Regions from separate parts of the Hordeum vulgare genome. Here region 1 is linked to region 2. Evidence: chromatin contacts called from public Hi-C data. All regions are on one chromosome and are shown on one strand. The core of a region is the stretch at or near the end of the contact, and the rest is flanking DNA. Distances in the headings are between cores, read along the strand shown.

Evidence for each region. A called contact is a pair of places that touch in the nucleus more often than the background predicts.
Region 1: a Hi-C map of seedling shows a contact between it and region 2, with 2.9 times the contacts expected there. The contact joins the enhancer-like site here to the promoter of LOC123402075 in region 2. A contact is called at or near these places in 1 of 6 Hi-C or Micro-C datasets (seedling) and 1 of 1 datasets of contacts at active chromatin or transcription factors (embryo).

Annotation. Positions count from the first base shown.
Region 1 is chr6H:120,468,012-120,474,307 of MorexV3_pseudomolecules_assembly, forward strand. No RefSeq gene overlaps it. Among protein-coding and RNA genes, the nearest start is that of LOC123402191, 130 kb to the left of the region's middle. Within about 2 kb of position 3,105, at least 3 of the 3 cell types and tissues checked have open chromatin away from gene starts, as enhancers often do. A contact at or near this core is called in seedling, where this site is marked.
Region 2 is chr6H:120,126,032-120,132,734 of MorexV3_pseudomolecules_assembly, forward strand. It overlaps LOC123402075 (flavin-containing monooxygenase FMO GS-OX-like 4), which reads right to left and starts at 2,606. Exons shown (of 7, transcript XM_045095936.1): 1 at 1,892-2,606; 2 at 1,739-1,809; 3 at 1,458-1,610; 4 at 1,260-1,342. The coding sequence starts at 2,432.

The DNA.
Region 1 (6,296 bases), core at 1,855-4,354, 340 kb after region 2:
AAGATCAATATCTCATTTCTTTCCAGCGTTCATATCATTTGTCCCAAGTTGTCTTTGTTTTTCCTAGCCGTCCCGCCCTTCTTATTCAATGATTCAATTATCATCCAAGTGCTTTTCATTTCATTGATGCTTCTTCTATATTTTTCTTTCGTTCTGTATCCGGCGATTCATTGTGAAGATTCTAAGGAATTCAAGTTCAACATTTATTCATTCTTTTTTTCTTCTCCGATGGATTCAATTCAAGCTTCTGGTGTTCATCAAAGCAATTTCATTCGTCCAATGCTCTCTCGTGTTGGAAATTCTTATCCAAGCCTCTCTTGCTCATTCATCCATGTCCATTCTATCTGGAGTGTTGACGATATCTTGGAAGTTTCTTGTTTTGAATCCTTTCAATTATTTTGAGGGCCTCACCTCATCAAGTTTCTCATTTGGAACCGGCGCAATCTCTCTTCTAAGCAATCTTTTACACGGTGGTTTCTTTTCAGTGGGCCCATAACCCACACGCTTTTCCCAGGATCTTACCTCGCTCTTGTAATCTTTTCTAGAGATCTATAGTTATTTTCATGTGTGACGTAGGAATGAATTTCATCAGTCATATTCCTTCTCCAAGTTCTATTCAAATTAATTTTCATTGTTGGCTCAACCTTTCTTTATTCTTGTTTTAGAGTGTCTCGGTAATTTATGGTGTTGTTTCTTGTCATAATTCTCAGCTTGGAAGACTGAAGAAGAGTTCCTCTTAAATCTTGGTCCATTCTCTTGAAGATTCATGGTTTCACCTTCGTGCTATCCTCTCAATTTTTTTCAATCATGAGTTATCCCTTTCTTGTCTACCCGAAGCATTTCAGAGTTCTTTTCATTCTCGTTCCTCCAAAGGCCATCGTTTCAGAAGAATTCTTCATTCTCATCTTTTAGCTTTCATTCTCAAATTATTCTCAACTATTGTATGCTCGTTCGTATCTCAATTATTCAGGTGCCTTGTTCAAGTTTTCCCTCAAGTGGATTATATTCTCTTTGTTCTCATGTATCTCCATTCATTCTGTGTATCCTCATTCGGTTGTGAATTCTTACAGGTGGCTTGTTCAATCATCCTCTAATTGAATCGTGCTCTTTTTGTCCTCATGTAGCCCAGTTCATTTGTATTATCCTCTATCATTCCAGATTTTTACCGATGGTTCCTTCAAGACTTCTTCAAGTTTGTGCTCTATCACCGCTCCAATCTATTCAAGAAGAATAAGTGGTATGCTAAATCTGTTGCTTGTCATTAATTTAACTTGATAAAGGATAAGCATAACATAATTCTTAATACTTGTTCCATCAAAGTGATTTCAACCTTTCTTCCGGAGTTGTTCATGATATCAAATTCTTTATCCCAAGTGCTTCATCTTTTCTTTTTCGGAGTTCCTAGTTTTCTCAAGTATCTCTTTGTGCGTCCCACCTAAATCTTTTCAAGGCCATAATCTTATTCTTTTCAACCTTCAGTTCTTTTCTATCATCCTTCCATACCGGTGTTATCCAAGTGGTTCTTCATGGTGGTTCATTGAGTATGTAATTCTTTCTCAAGGTGTTCTTCAGGATTCTTATTGAAGGAGCTCAAGCATTCTTATCTTGCTTTTGCAAGTGCAATTCTTCCTCCATTATCCTTTGTGGTGGTGTTATAGCATTATTGACTCACAAGGAGTCTCGAAGAGAGCTTGTTACAAGAATGAGATATTTAAACCCACAAATTCTACGATCAAGAGATATTTTCAACCCATGATTTCTTCATTGAAGTATATTGGATTAGATTACACCTAATGATTTTTCTAAGGATTGTTGCTATTATGGTGATTATTGTTGATCCAAGTTCTCAATGTATCCTCTTGGTGAAAGAAGTTTGCCTCTCTTGTTGCTCCCAAACAATCAATTGTTTCCGCTATAAGCTTTTTCTTTTCGTTGTTGGTTTCCAACAACTACGTTCAATTCTTCTTGTCAGGATGCTCTTACATTCAATTATGGTGGAAGATGTCCTTTTCTTCTCTATTCTCTTCTTGTCAATGATTTAGTTTCTATTCTTTTGTTTAGGGGGCATTGTGATGTTGCTCTCGTTGAATCAATCATCTCACATTATCAATAGCATGTTGTTCCTTGCTTGTCCAATTAATCGGAGTGTTATGTCATCTTTTCAATTATTCCATCTTGTCAATTTTTGCACTCTTTCCTACCGAAGTGATGCCGAAATTTCTGTTGAATTCTTGCTTGTTCCTCATTCTTCATATCTTTGCAACCTTCGAGATTCATTGGTTTCACTAATTTGTCAAAGAAGCGACTAGGTTTTACCTATTCCTCTTTCTCTTCCTCTTCCCCTTTTCATTCTTAGATCTCGGGGCAAGATCACTTGTTAGTGTAGGTGAGTTATAATAGCCTGGAACCAACACTCCAGGAGATTCCCTTTTATTCCGTTGTTGTTGTGCTAATTATGTGTTTGTCGCATTCATCATTCGCATCATCTGCTTGCATCGACACTCTCTTTCCGTCAATTTTCAAAACTTGCATCCGTTATTAGTTGTCGGTTCTCTCCGTTTTTGTCGTTGGCTGTTTCGAGACCAACCACACACGCACGCGCCCACGACATCATTTAAATATTGTTTTAAAAGTGTGTATAAAACTTTCCCGGATTGGGTTGAAAGTTGGCGTGCGGTCTTAATATAGTGTAGGTAGACCGACTGCCAAATTTCGTCGCAATCGGAGTTCGTTTGATACCCGAACCGTTTAACCTATAGCGGCACTATAGTCGGTCAAACGTTAGACGTTTTCGGTGTTTTAAAAACCTGATCCCGGGTTACCCGTTTTCCCTACCATCTCCGCCTAGCCCCTATGCACACTGCACCGACCGCCCAGCAACCTAGTATGAAAACTCTCTCCCGGACCCGAAGCCGGCAGTCAAAACCGTTAGCTCCGGAACAGCCCCGTAATACCCCAAACCGTCACCGGTTTGTCAAATGGACTCTCTAACCTAGTTATATCGACCATCCGATCTAAATCAGAGGGTCGAGATAGACCTAAACTTAGCCCACCACCTATATATATAGCAGTGCCATCCCTAGCCAATTATGCCCAACCCTAAAATTTAGGAGGTTTCTCCCTTCGCCGCCGCCAGCCACATCTCCATCCTCTGGATTCTCCCCACCTTCCTCGTTGTGCGTGGCCACCCAACCGAATCCCTCCTTGATCCAGCGTCCATAGCGCCCGCAGCCACCACTCGTCCCAGTGCAGCTCCGATCTCCTCGCGGGAGCGCATGGACACATCCAGCTCCTGCAGCGCCTCGTCGCTCGCCCGCATGCCCGAGGACGTGCCTCCTCTGCTCGATCCCAAATGTGTCGTTAGCACCAGGGAGTCGCCATAGCCGCTCTTCTCTAAGCAGCAGCTACAGCTGCCCCACCGTCGTCCGCCCCAGGAGCTCACACCTGAAACCTGCAGCGCTCCCAAGATCCTCCGCCCGCTGGCCCGAGGCCTCGTCGCCGCCGTCGGCGACCTCAGCAACTAGCAGCACACGCCGCCTCCCCTTGCCTCCGGCAGAAGCAGCAGCAGGAGCCCCCGCAGCTGCCATGCCGTGCCTCAGTCCCAAGCCGTGTAGCCACCTCTGTGTCATCCTCCTGCTGGAGTTAGGTTGCTGGAGGACCTTGCCTCCCTCCTCGCAGGTGGGCGCCCGCGCCGCCGCTCCTCCCAGCCATTCTACTGGTCGATGACCCCGTCGCGCAGCCGTGGAGCCTCGCGTCGCCACCACTGTTCCAGGCACGCGAGCCGTGCACTCGTGATCACCAGCACGACCTCCCCTGCGCGTGTTGACCACGACGCCAGGAGCCGGCCTCCTCGCCTCCCTGTTGACCAGGCCCATATCTGCCAGCCTAGCCGGCCTCCTTTGCCTTGGGCCGCTGCTCGAACGAGCTACAGCAGGCCCAGCTCCACCGTCTAGCCTCTGGCCTATGCGTGAGCACCCGAGCCCCTATTCCTCGCCCGTGCATTGAATTGTTATCCTGCGCTCAAGCCCATGGGGCTCCAGATTCGGCCCGTGTGTTTTTTTCCCTTAGACGAATTTAATAATTTCCAATGCATTATTAATTACACTAAATTGCTTCATTTTAAAACGCTCATAACTATTTTACGGTGCATCAATTAAAAAATTAGATATGTAAAATGTTCAGAAGTTCGTGTATATTCCTAATTTCTCACTTTCATGCATGTTAAAAACATTTAAACATTTTGTTTGCATTGCTTTGCATAGATGCCATGTTAAAATGTATTGTGTCATAACTAAATAACCGTAGCTTCGATTAAAATGATCTATATACGTAAATCCACTAGAATGACATGTAGAATCACATGAAACACTTTATTCTATTGTTTAACAAATATTAAAATGTGTTAGTTCATATATAGACCAATTTCAAAATTAACATATGGGGTCATTTCGGAAATACTATATGATGTTTCTGGCCTCATTTAATATGCCTAGATAGGTAGTTTATTTATGCGTAACCTCTTGCCATGCTAAATGACATTTAATATTGTTGTGTAAATAAATGGGAGTGAATTAAATAACTCAAATATGGAGTATCGTCAATATGCAACTTGTTGCATATTGAGCTTCATTTAATGTGTAGTAATAAATTGTTGTGCTTTCTTGTGACGTGCATAATCAAATGGACATGCATCATAATTGTGTGCACATCATGCCATGAATATGTTGTGGTGTTTATCATCTGTTGATTGTTGTTCCAGATTGTTTCTTCTCGATAGAGTTCCGAACCGCTTCGGAGTGTGAGGATTCGTTCGACTACGTTGGTTCGACTGCTTCACGGATTCATTCTTCTTCTAAGCGGGATCACGGGCAAGATGATCATTTCCCTAGATACCATTACTAGCATTGCCATGCTAGTTGTCTGGTTTCTATCACTATGTCTAGTTGCCTACCACTGAAATGTCAACCTCACAACATTGACATGAAAACCTCTAACCTTTCCACAACCCAGCAAACCACTGTTTGGCTATGTTACCGCTTGCCCAGCCTTTTGTTAGCGTTGCTAGTTGCAGGTGCAGTTGGTTCCATGTGAAACCATGGGTTCCTTGCTATATCACCATATTATTGCTACTTAATTTAATGCACCTATATACCTGGTAAAAGGCGGAAGGCTTGACCTTCTGGCTGTGTGTTTTGTTCCGCTTTTGTCGCCTTAGTTTCGGCTACCGGTGTTAAGTTCCATATTGAGCGCTCCTAACATGCTTGGGTATTTCTATGGAGACCCCCTTCACTTTCGTTTTGGGATCAAACTGGTCTTGCAAGGCCCAACATTGGTACTATATTTTGCCAACATAATAATACCGATAATTAATTCACATAGGGAGTTAGCGCTACCCGAGGGGTAATTCAACATAATACATGGGGTAGTGCTGATTGTGTTGGTACCATACTAGAGCACCGTGCGGGCTACCTCGATCAACCCGGGACATTAGTTACTATATGCTTAGCTCATCCGTCGTGTCTTGAGAACAAGATACATGGCTCCTATCGGGATCGTCGACACGCCGGGCGGCCTTGCTAGACTTGTTTTACCTTTCTCAAGCATATTGTGTGAGGGATTCCGAGGATACTTTGGGATATCTAGAGGTTGAGGTTTTCCAATAGGAACCCGAGGAGATCACGGTTTTTCCCTGATCGAGGTCATTCTGATGCAGCATGTGGTAGTTTGTGATGGACTAGTTGGAGCACCCCTGCAGGGTTAAATCTTTCAGAAAGTCGTGCCAGCGGTTATGTGGTAACTTGGAAACTTTGTTTAACATCCGGTTCTAGATAACTTGAAGTAAACTTAATTAAAACTTGCCAACTATGTGCGTAACCATGATTGTCTCTTTCGTGAGCTCCTTCTCCGTCTGAGGACACGGTGGGGTTATGTCTCACGTAAGTAGGTGTTCATGATCATTCATTTGATCATCATTAATTCACGTCCACTTATGCGTAGCTCATCCCCCCTTTTATTCTTGTACTCGTAAGTTAGCCACTCTAATAAATGCTTAGTGGCTTGTTGCAGCCTCACCACTTAACCATACCTCACCCATTAAGCTTTTCTAGTCTTGATACCTTTGGAAATGATATTGTTGAGTCTCTATGGCTCATAGATTAGTACAACGACAGTTGCAGGTAGAGGTAAAGTGGTACTTTGACGTGAGCGCGATGATTGGTCTATTTGGAGTTTCTTCTTCTTCTTGAGCGATCTAGGATGGGTTCCACGCCAGAAGCCTGGGATAGCAAGGATGGACG
Region 2 (6,703 bases), core at 1,356-3,855:
AAAAGAAGACAAGTTTTTTTGCACATGGCACAAACAATTATAATTTTGTTATGAAAGTTTGCATGTTTCGAATTTCCTGCATTCCCTGCATTTTGTCACATTTTAAGGAAACACCTAAATGCAAAATTACTTTTCCATTGTGGCTAAGGTTGGAATTAAATTGTTTTGGAAATTCCAGTGTTTAATATCTATGGTTTCATAGTTTTGAGTTTGAATCTAACTTCAATTTTTTTGTTTTGCCTGCCTGGCCTGAAGCGTGTCTGGAAGCTGCATGCATCTTATTTTGTTGGTGACCCGGTGAATCCTCTGGTAGCCTGGCTGGGTGAACTATAGGGGCGATTAGCCTAGCCAAGCGTCCAGGCATATGACCAAACTGAGCCAGACGGCCCAGATGGGACACCTATCATCCAAAAACGAGATGCATGGTGACAAAAACCGAGCAGCCCAAGTAGGTGATTGCCCAAGTAGCAAGGCAAACAGCAAAAAGCCTAGGCAGCCTAGCTAGGCAAAAATCCCTATTTTCCTATTTTCCTCATGCATAAAGCCTAGTTCACCAACCAAACATGCCGCCAACCCCTAGTTTTGGGTGTGATGTGACTACTGCTGGAATAACCACCTCTCCACATAAGCTTAAACTTTTGGATGAGTTGATTAGTTCTCTACTTTAAGACTCTACCAATGCAGTATTAAAAAAGGATTATGCGGGTCTACAACAATTAAGGAGTAAAAAAACCTAGATGTGAAGGGGCGGGGGGGGGGGGGGAGCTGTTGAAACATATTGCTTGTCTTTTTTCATCAGTTTGGACTTTTAAATAAATTCGCTGAAGCATGAATTCATTACATGTAATTCAACTTAGTATAGCCTTGGATCACGTCATATATAGTTAGAATGTGTGTGGTCCTCTCTCTTAAAGTTCTATGCGACCATCAGGCCCTGGTGATCACGCCCAAGTCTTGTGAGTCCACACATGAGGGAGGGTGCACCAATATCTTGTACGACCAATTAGCTTAGCCAATTGGGTGACTTGGTTGGTACTGCCTCTGTAAACAAATACAAGATCATTTAGATCACTAAAATAGTGATCTAAACGCTCTTATATTTCCTTACGGAGGAAGTACGTGTAATAAGTATATTAATTTTGTTCTTAACAGAAGGCCGCATGTACAAACATACACGATGATGAGCATCGGCAAGCCAAGCACGGGCAGACTTTGTCAAAAAGAAGAAGGGAAAAGCGCGAGGAGATGAGCACACGTACCCGGTGCAATGCATGATGACATCCGCTTTGACGCGGCTGCCGTCGTGGAAGACCACACTCCCGTCTTCCTGAACACACTCGATCTGCGCATACATGCCGAGAAGGATTTCCATGGGATTGTCGTCGGGACAGTGCAAAGTTTGCATCATAACGTTGCTTTTTCTTGACTTTGCTATTACTGTGATATGCTGATATTACCTCGGAATGAAGCCACATATTAGCATGTCCAGGCAGCTTGTCGCTGGTAGCAGCAAACGCCGATCTACTGGCGAGATGGACCTCTTTGGCGACGCCAGCGATGTCCCTCGAGATGTCCGTGCCACTCGGTCCACACCCTATCACCACGACAACCTACCAATCGAGTTGAATTTACTGTTGAGAAACTCCAGATCTTATCGACCAGCGCATCTTCTGACTTTTCAACACAAGTGCAAAAGGAAACAATCGCTGGGCAAAAACACGCGGAACGACGGACGTGCCTGGCCGTGGAATGGCTCCGGCACGCGGTAGCTGGTGCTGTGCAGCTGCTTCCCGGGCCAAGCATCCACGCCTGCGGCAGCAGAGCAAACTGTCACGAGCTCGATTGGTGACGCGCTGTGCCGGCTGAGGATGAGAATGGATCGATGCGTTACCGGCGACGTCGGCGAAGTGCGGCTGGGAGTAGTGGCCGTTGCAGACGACGACGGCGTCGAACACCTCCTCCTCCGCTTCGCGCTTCTCGCCGCCGGACGCCTTCCTCGTGTACCTGACGCGCCAGCTGGCCCCGCTCGCCTCCCTGCTCACCCGGACCACCTCCGTCTCCAGCCGGACGAGGCCGTGGAGGTCGAACCGCCGCGCGAAGCTCTGGAGGTACCGGAGCACCTCCGCGTGGCCGGGGAACCTGCGGATGTCGCAGTCGGCGCCGGCCACGAAGGGGAAGTCGAGGAAGCCCATGGACTCGCGCGGGAGGTTGGTGCGGAGGGACGCGTAGAGGTTCGAGCGCCGCCGGGGGCCACCGGGCGGCTCCGGCGAGGCGGACGCGTCGGCGTCGGCTTCGTAGACCCAGGTGCCGCCCACGCCGTCCGTGCGCTCGAACACGACGGGGGCGTGGCCTTCGCGTCGCAGCTCGCGCGCCGCCACCAGACCGGCGGCCCCGGCGCCGATGACGGCGACACGGAGCGAGCGCGACGGCATCGGAGTATCGGACCAATCAGGCAGGAGGACAAGAGGAAGCGGCGTCGCGGGGGGACGCGGTTTTTTACCTGCGCGTTCCGTATGCAGCTTCTATCAGCACCGCATATCAGGCCTGCTGTCATATCAACACGGCCCGCCCACCTTTGTCTCAGCCATGCATAGTACAGTACGTATTCTACAGTATGATTACAAAGATTTGACGCATGTATATTCAGCTGTATTTCAACTGAGTTGACATCACCTAGGGTCAGGCCCTATAGATTCCTCTGCCAGTAGCTTGTACGCAGTGCTCCTTTATCCCATGCCGCCTGCGTTTAGGTTCTTTTCTTTTGAATACTAGTTGCAAACCAGGCACACGGTGTTAACTAGAATACCTAATCATCTAGACCGCTAATAACGTCATAACGAACAGATTTTTCTAACTAATTTGTGTTTTACTCCGTTCGTTCCTAAATATAAAACATTTTAAAAAATTTATTATAAATTACATAAGGAGTAAAATGCATGAATTCTCTGCCTATATATATATGCTGCATGTTATGTGTTGAGATTTGGTCCCTTCTCTTTTTTAGCTAGTGCTGATAGCAAATTTTAAAAAAAGTCCGGATCTCGATGTAAATAAAGGGTTCAGATAGCAACCACCTTAGCTAGTGTTGATATCAAATTCATGCCCTCTATTTTCATATCAATGCACCGTAATTTTACGTTCCGTAAATTTTATCTTATTTCATATGTAAAAAAAGACCGTAAGAAAATATATAGACACCAAAAAAATATTTTATATCATGTAAAATTATAAACACAAAAACATAGTGTAAAATATACATAAAATGCGTTTTTTTTGTCTTATGACCTATATTTTTATTTTCTTATGTCAAACTTTACGTAGTGATTCAGTATAAATATAACTATTTGCATTTTAAATGTAATTTAATTATGAAACAATCGTAAAATTACCTCGGGTGAAGAATAACTTATTCTCCATCCCGAGTGATGAATAAACTTTCTGCGAAGTTTGTCTACGAATAAATGTATCTAGTCATGTTTTTGTATTTAGATACATCCATTCCTAGATAAACTTAAGTTTGTCTAGGAATAAATGTATCTAGTCATGTTTTAGTATTTAGATACATACATTCCTAGACAAACTTAAGACAAGATACATTTATTCCTAGACAAACTTAAGACAAGAATGTTGGGACGGAGGGAGTATATAATAAAGCAAATAATGCTTCTGATCGTACGTCGTGCCATTTTTGCAAAAAAAATCCTTAAGTTTAGTTGATTTTAACCCGTAGTCCTCCAATTAGTGGAAAAAACTTTATGTTTCATCTTTATAATAAGGCCTCCACCGCGGCTCTACATCTCGGCTGCGCGGGCTCTGCATCTCTGTTGTGCATCACGGGTCGCCCGTCGCCGTCGACCCGCTTCACTCCGGGGCAGCGACCGCCCCTCCCCACCCCCTTCCTCCTATCCTCATCCCCTCGCTGCTGGCCCCTCGGCATCCTCGACATCGTCCCTCACGACCTGTCGTTCCCCTCCCGCTCCCTTACGCCTGCAGCAAATAAAATTGTGCCAAAATTTCTTTGAATTAATAGTACCACCCCGACACTTTACATCAAATCCTAGCAACTTATATATGTTCCAAATTGCAACAACCAACAAGCCAATGCAAAGAGTGTGAGATACCCTCAATCAAAGAGGAGAGGTGCATGAATCCAACAAAAATAAGTATGGGATACCCAGCCTAATAGAAAGCTTAAGACAGAGCCGAGAGGATACAAAAAAGATTGAGGATTGATAGCGTTGGCCCGATGACCTGTTGTCACACCAATGGCCCTCGCCTCCAGGCGGCCGGATGCGGGCAATCTAGCGACAATGACATGAGTTGGGGGCGAGGAGTGGTGCCGGGGTGGAGCCACAGTGGCCAACGGTCATTGGGAGGAGACCGACGTGGATGAGGAGCTGCCGATGCCATGGCCCGGCCCACACAGCATGCGAACGCAAGTGAGACAGGAGGTCACGAGTCTGGCTACTCCGGGGATCCGAAGATGGGGCGGAGTAGATCCGACGAGGCGGCGACGGACAGATCGAGTTGGAGAGTTGACCGGAGGCGGGGAGCACCAAGTTGGGGTGCTACGTGGTTGGGGGAGGCACGGGAAGCTGTGAAAGAGGTAGGAGAGAGCCAGAGAGGGGAAAAGAAACGAAGATAACATAGAGTGAGCCTCAAAAAAAATGAGGGACGTGTGGCAGGACACACAAGTAGGGATGATCCCTTCACCGAATAAACATCTCCAATATGTGCACGTGTACTTTTCTATCCCAACCTATGCACACATTGCAAGATTTGGGAAAAAAATGACCCCTGGGATGAAAGAACTCGCAAAGTGAACCCACGGTGAAATTTTTTAACCGAGCTGACCCTTTTGTGCGGCGCCCGACACCTAGGCACCACACTACACTGTGTGACGCCTAAGACGTCGGCGCCACACTACATTGTGTGATGCCTAAGACGTCGGCGCCATACGCCCAGCCACGCTAGCACAGCTGGCCCCACCCCCAGGCAGTGCTACGCCTAAGCCTTAGTCGTTGTACACTCTGCAGTGTGGCGCTGAGCGCTTAGGCGCCACACTGTGACTTATCCAGCCACGGGCCAGCCCCCTCCCCCACCCCTCCTCATTCCCCCCTTCACTTCACTTCACACCTCGAGTTGAAGTCAGCACCTTCCTCAAATTCCTCTCCAAATCAGCAGATCTGAAGGTTTGGTCCGGGCATTTGTTGTCCAATCCCTCCCCTAAGGTAATCCCCCCGATCCCCTCCTTCTCATCCAAAAAAAAAATGTCATTTGGTCACTTTTTTGCAAATGTGAGGAAACCCTAGTTTTTCATGAAATATGGGATGTATATGATATTGTTGTATTTGTTTGTATGTTGGGATAAGGGGTATGATGGGGTTAGGATTAGGGTTGTTTGGATGTTTGCATTATGGTTGTGTTAGGGTTAGGCTAGGGTTAGGGTTAGGGGTAAGATGGGGTTAGGGTTATGGATGTTTGGAAGTTAGGAATAGGGTTTATTTTTATTAAGTAGATTTCGTAGTATTTGGATGATTGCTTATAGAAAATATTGTATGTTGTGTTGTTTAGAGATGGAAATAACATGTGCTTATGTTCATCACGTGGACAAGGATGCCTTTTTAAAAGGCAATATTGATTCGGACCCGGATGAGCTTGACATGGTGTTCGACTTCTGTCCTAGCTATGCTGAATTGTTGGAACAAGTCCGAAAATATTTGAATTGGATGGACCCTAGTGATGTTGTTGAGTTTGATGGCAGGCATAATGTGGGATTCGGAATGCACATTCGTTGGAAAACCATGCGTGTCAATTCCGAGCAACATTGGCTTGCATACAAGGATACGGTGGCCGAATCACTAGACAAGGCTCTAGAGTTATTTGCCATCAAAATAAATGTTCCTAACTTGCACTTGGATTTGAACTGGGTTGCCTCTCCGATTGGTCAAGCAAGTCCCCCACACATCAACGATTAGTGACGCGTCGTGCCGGCTGAGGATGAGAGTGGATCAATGCGTTACCGGCGACGTCGGCGAAGTGCGGCTGGGAGTAGTGGCCGTTGCAGACGACGACGGTGTTGAACACCTCCTCCTCCACTTCGAGCTTCTCGCCACCGGACGCCTTCCTCGAGTACCTGACGTGCCAGCTGGCCCCGCTAGCCTCCCTACTCACCAGGACCAGCTCCGTCTCCGGCCGGACGAGGCCGTGGAGGTCGAACCGCCGCGCGAAGCTCTGGAGGTACCGGAGCACCTCCGCGTGCCCGGGGGAACCTGCGGGTGTCGCCATCGGCACCGGCCATGAAAGGTAAGTCGAGGAAGCCCATGGACTCGCGCGGGAGGTTGGTGCAGAGGGACGCGTAGAGGTTCAAGCGCTGCCGGGGGCCACCGGGCGGCTCCGGCGTGGCGGACGCATCGGCGCCGGCTTCGTAGACCCAGGTGCTGCCCATGCCGTCTGTGCGCTCGAACACGACGGGGGCGTGGCCTTCGCTTCGCAGCTCGTGCGCCGCCACCAGACCGGCGGCCCCAACGCCGATGACGGCGACGTGGAGCGAGCGCCACGGCATCGGAGTATCAGACCAATCAGGAGGACAAGAGGAAGCGGCGTCGAGGGGCACGCGGTTTTTTACCTGCGCGTTCCGTATGCAGCTTCTATAAAAAGCACCGCACGTGTTGTCATATCATCATAGCCCACCTTTGTGTGA